Linked DNA regions of Mus musculus: region 1 is linked to region 2. Evidence: chromatin contacts called from public Hi-C data. All regions are on one chromosome and are shown on one strand. Each heading gives the region's core, a stretch centred on a gene start, on an enhancer-like site or on the middle of the called end of the contact. The rest is flanking DNA. Distances are from core to core; before and after follow the strand shown.

Region 1 (2,700 bases), core at 57-2,556, 480 kb after region 2:
GATTTTTCTTTACCAACGTCACCAATTCCCACTGATTCTGAGGACTAAACTCAAGGCCTCTCAGGAGCTAAGCTCTACATGGTACATGGCCAGCCTTCTTACTTAAATTAAAAAAACAAACCAGGGACTCACTAAGGGGCCATGAAGCTTAAAGTTGCCCCATGATCCAGCCTTTACCTCTGCTTCTGCCTTCATATGGGCTAAGATCATCAGGCCCATTCATTTTTTCTGCTTACTGGATGAACCACACAGGTGCAAATATTCTGATCAGTGAAAGTGCATCAAAGGGTTGATAAGGATGAACCCCGGGGGAGAGAGTGATAATCACTGGGGGAAAGGATTTGAGCAAGTACAGGTATATAACAGAGTCTTTAATTCAAACAGCAAAATTTTAATTTCTTAAGATGGATGGTATCCACCCATATTTGTATGCCAGAAATACTACATAATATATTACAGGAAGAAAAGAAAACAATTTTCATGTCAGCATATTGTAAAACAATGAAATATAAATACCAGTTTCAGATGCTGGAAACCCCCTTCATATAGCATCTTTATTCACGAACATTCTTCCAGATAATGTGCCTTCTATTCTATTCTGTTCTACGAAAAGAGAATAAGGCATTAGAGAAAAAGTCACTTTCAAGGACAATAAGTGTGAATTTAGATTAAGTTACAGATAATAGAGCAAACTCAAGGAACTAAACAAGAGAATAATACTTGGATTTGAAAGCTATGCCTTTTACTGATAAATCTATAACCTAACTTTGTATATTTGGATGTGTCAAAATTGTAAACCGTGGGCTGGGATACTGAGAAAAGAGACGAAGGTAGGTGTTTCCTCTCACGTGGGTGGACTGAGACTGGGAAGGAGAAAGTCCTGGTTCGTCCCCAGCCAGTCTCAGCCTGCTTCCATCTCCAGAGCCCCGTGGGCTCTTCCCAAGGCTCTGCTGCCAAATACATCCGTGCATTGCAGCCTTCATTTCCTTGGTAACCTGGACCGAGGTTTATTGCCTGTTACGAAAGGGCCTTCTCCATTGCTGTTATTAAGGGGAGACGGGGGAACGAACGCAAAACAAAACAGGAGGTAGAAAAGACAGAAAGCAGAACTTGGATTGCCTTTCCACTGAAATCCATTTTCCTTTCTCAAATTCAGAAGGTCATGGCCACGGTGAAGTCCACCTTGCCCACCCCCTTTCTACTAAAGGCAGATGCTCTGTCCGGCTGGAGAACCTTAGTAAAAGGGCATTTCCTGTGTGTCCAGGTCCCGGCCGCGTCTCTGTGTAGCCAGGGTTGATTTCAACACTGTTCTCGCGATGTAAGGCGGCTTTATCGGCTCCTCCCTAAGTCTCTTTTAAACACAATAAACTAACCGTGTCTTCACATTCCTCAGGGAAGCCAATCTTTCTGGTTCACAGAGAGAAGAAACAGAAGATTTTTTTCCAAGTTAAAAGAATTATTAAACTAATCTTAGTATAAATAAGGGAAACCAAGATGATTCAAGGAAACTCTCAGAATGGTCAAAATGTCTTTTATTTACAAACCTGTTTTTACCAGTTTTAATGCAGTTCTGAATCTGTTTTCCTAGCATTTTCAAATTCCTGAGACCCTAGAATGTTGATAAAATGATGATAAAATGAATTAGAGATATAACAACAACAACAACAACAACAACAGCCAACAAAGTGAAACCAAAAGAAAGGACAGAGATGGTTGGTAAGCAACAAGAGAGATTTAATGCTAAACCACTTCCCCAAAGAATTTAACTTCAAGTTAAAAAGTCAGGCAGTAAGTTTATGGAACCTAGTTTGTGACGAAAACAAAACAAAACACAAAAAACAAAAACAAAAAAAAATACAAAAAAACCCAACAACCTTATTTTAAATTATTTAATGTATTTTGAAACTTGAGAGGTCTTTCTTTGAAAACTGAAATTTCTCCAACTCTGCATATTTGAGTTAACTATATGGGAGTTTTCAAAATTGTGTGGGAAAGACACACCAAACTGTATACTGCTTTTTAGGAAAAAGATTTGATTTTCCCACTTAAGAAGGATTTCTAATTATTATATAAACTCAGTGAAAAATAACGGGAATCATTACATACAATAGTAAGGTAGTTTTGCCCTCTCATCTCTTTCTAGGCTTTCCCTACACGTATCCTTCTATAAGTGCAGGGCACATCATCCACTTGGTTCTTTGTCTTTTTTTTTTTTTTCAGTAGTTATATATATAGTTTTGTAGAATATTGCCAATCTAAAGCTTGGTTGTTGCCTCTCCATTGTTATGTTCATGGAGGGCACATATAAACATGTACATGCACAGATGAACATACGTATCTGAGTATCAGAGTGTAGCGATAGGAGGACCAAGTGGTGCATCCGTTACTGGCTAGCCTTTGTTCTTCCAGGCCCTGAGCGTTTGCCTTGGAGATGCTGAGTCAGAGAATTAGACTCTTAGGAAAAACTACTTTTCATAATGGCTCCAGTGTTTATTAAAATCACCAATATGCACTCATTCAAGTTTCATAATGTCCTCAAGTAAAATTAGATAGTTCGTTGATTTCTAAATAGTTTTAGTTTGCTTACATTTCATAGTCGCACTGTTTGGTGATGAGGACGGATGCATTCACATGTTTATTTCCTAATATTCTTTGTCCTTTGTAAATGTGTTGGTTCCAGTGAAGAAAATACAATTCAGG
Region 2 (2,700 bases), core at 138-2,637:
TTTCTTTCACCCTCACCTTCTGTATCTACGTGTTTCCTTATCCTGCCAAAATCCCCTCATGTGACTGATTACTTGTGTAGGTCGGGTTCCTTGTCAGTGGGGTAGTTCCGATCTTCCTCTCCCTGTTGGTCCAACATATGATCAAGCATCTTTGAGTGCTACATCCACTCCAGTAGTGACAAGCACGACAGGCCCTGAAAACCTAGGCGCTGTCCCGAGGCGAAAGTTCATGGAAACTTAGTCTCCTGGAATCGTGGAATCCTGTATAAAGAATGCTCCACTGTCCTTGCTTTAGTTGGTAAATGGATCTGTGTGCTTTCCCTTAATATTGCTTTATTACAAGTGCTCCTAAGGATTGATATTTTGACATATAGCTAAGTTAGATTCTAGGCAGTCCTTGATCCAACCTTGGGCATGGATAGCTAAGTCACTGCCCTACATAGAAATTTACCATTATCTAGGAAGAAGAAAGTTTGTGACCTAAGGAGGAACCAGAGTAGATACTTAGAACTATAGGTAGCTGAGTTACACCCATACACAAGTATTTACAATGGCCTAGGGGGAAGGTCGACTATACAAAAGAGTAGGAACTATGCCAAGGGCACAAAGCCCTTGTCCCTGGTTTCTAAGATTAAGTGGACCTTAGGTGGAGCTGTTTTTGATCCCAGTTGTTAACATTGAATTTTATCCCAGTTGGTTCCTGCCAGTCCTTCCATGTTTGCATTCCTCTGTTTTATGTAAGAATCCAGTAACCTCATTGTCACCTAACTTCCCTATTTTCTTCTGTATAAAAAGTTTGATGCTCGATTTGACACATTACATTCAGATCCAGCACACTCTCTCATGTCTGTGTCTGTCTGTCTGTCAATTCCTGCCGACTCTATCTATGCCCATCTGTCAGAACCCCTGATTCCCACGGATTGAGGGGGGCCAGCTAGACCCGGTCCGTGACATTTGAGTTTCCCTCTGTTCCCACCACAGCCAAGGAGAAGAGACGGCAGCAGAATTTCACTGACATTTTCTCCACTACAAAAAGAAGACTGAGCGGTAGTGACATCAACAACCTGAGTGTCCTCAGGGAAAGCCTGCAGGAAGGGTGGGCTTGCTTTTCCTACACTTCGAAGAATCAGGGGAAGCAAGCGTTTTTTGTTTTTTGTTTTTTGTTTTTGTTTTGTTTTGTTTTTAACACATTTTTGTCAACCTGCAATGCTAGTGGCTATCTTCTCATTCACATTTCCTAGCCCTGTGCTTACCACGTGGCCAGAGATGTGTTAAGCCCTGGAGAAGAGACTCCACAGGGATTTGGTTTCTATAGGAACCCAGTATGACCTACCTGACCTACCTGTCGTACTGTTGTACTTGGCTTATGCTCTGAAACCTCTGAGCTTTTAATTAACAAAACTGGCCTGTGTTCTCTGCCCACAGTCAGAGTGTTTAACTCCTGTGCACACCACAGCCTCCAGGCAGCCAGCCTGTCTCAGGAAAAGCTACGCTGGTGACACAGACCTCAAAGTTGTTTTGGAAAACACAGTCAGCCTCTTGACTTAATCTTCCCCTCTATGAAGAAAGAAGAAAGGACTATGCCAGAGAGACCAGGCCAACACCAGAGCCCCAACCCATACACACACAGAGGAAACTGGGGTCAGAAAATGTCTGGGACCCCAGTGGCTCCCATCCTGTGGAAGATGTGTTTGATGTGTGAAGAAGTGACACAGTGGGTGACCCTGAGTTCCTGCTACACACTGTTCATATACAGGAAGCGCTGATCATGCTCTTGACCAGACATTTGCCTTTGGCTACTAGAGGATCTGAATTCAGGCACCAGTTACCTCCTGGGAAGTGCCAACTGTCCACATCTGGATAACTCAAGGGGATGTGCCACCGTGAGAAGTTAAGTTGGTGTACAGGCTCCAGTAGCGCTGTTGGTTTGGTGGGAAAATTCAGATTCCTTTAGGGTGCCTGAGCCAAGGAGCCCAGCTAGCTTGTTGCCAGGTAACCAAGAACTGTCTTCCCAAATTAGAGAACAAATAAAAAGGACCAGGAGGAGTAAATGGGGTGACTAACTCTAGAGAAATCAATTTTTTTTTCACGAAACCAAAGATATTTAAACAACAGCAAATCCAGAGAAGATACTGTGCACACCGCACTCCCACCGTGCACACCCCACTCTCACCACTGCCCACTCTCACCGTCACGCTGCCCACTCACCTGCTGTAGGAGAAGGGCTGAACTGCCAGAATAGAGCATACATGGATCGCATATGTCATTGTCACTCAGACACAACCTGACAATCAAGGGTTTTAGACAATTAGGTGGAGAGGTGAGGTTTCTTTCAGGAGGGGCACAAGCTCATACCCCTTGTTGGGATGGCAGCCTATTGTTTTCAGATTAACAATTGTTCTCTGAAATATGCTTTTCGTGTGTGTGTGTGTGTGTGTGTGTGTGTGTGTGTGTGTGTGTGTACACAGGTTCATGTCTTCCCAGTTGCCCTGGGTGTCATCCATTTTGTTCTTACCTTTTTTTTTTTTTTTAAATGTATTTCATTTGTTTTGTGTGTGCACGTTCAGTGGTCAGAGTGCAGCTTGGGAGAGTTCAGAGCTCAGAGGACAACTTGGGAGAGTTTTTCGATCACATGGGGATTGAACTCAGATCAAGTGCCTCCCCCAACCCCTACCCCCATCCCACCCCACGTGCGCCTTG

Evidence for each region. A called contact is a pair of places that touch in the nucleus more often than the background predicts.
Region 1: a Hi-C map of muscle stem cells shows a contact between it and region 2, with 4 times the contacts expected there. The contact joins two enhancer-like sites. A contact is called at or near these places in 3 of 15 datasets of contacts at CTCF or cohesin (embryonic stem cells, large pre-B cells and pro-B cells), 26 of 484 Hi-C or Micro-C datasets (the AtT-20 cell line, the C2C12 cell line, CD4 T cells and 15 more) and 1 of 115 datasets of contacts at active chromatin or transcription factors (embryonic basal ganglia).

What each region holds. Positions count from the first base shown.
Region 1 is chr10:23,075,960-23,078,659 of GRCm38.p6, forward strand. No RefSeq gene overlaps it. Among named protein-coding and RNA genes, the nearest start is that of Gm35179, 75 kb to the left of the region's middle. Within about 2 kb of position 1,307, at least 46 of the 459 cell types and tissues checked have an H3K27ac peak or open chromatin away from gene starts, as enhancers often do. A contact at or near this core is called in muscle stem cells, where this site is marked.
Region 2 is chr10:22,597,119-22,599,818 of GRCm38.p6, forward strand. All of the region lies in intron 1 of Gm40612 (a long non-coding RNA gene), which reads right to left. Among named protein-coding and RNA genes, the nearest start is that of Gm46216, 6.8 kb to the right of the region's middle. Within about 2 kb of position 1,388, at least 11 of the 459 cell types and tissues checked have an H3K27ac peak or open chromatin away from gene starts, as enhancers often do. A contact at or near this core is called in muscle stem cells, where this site is marked.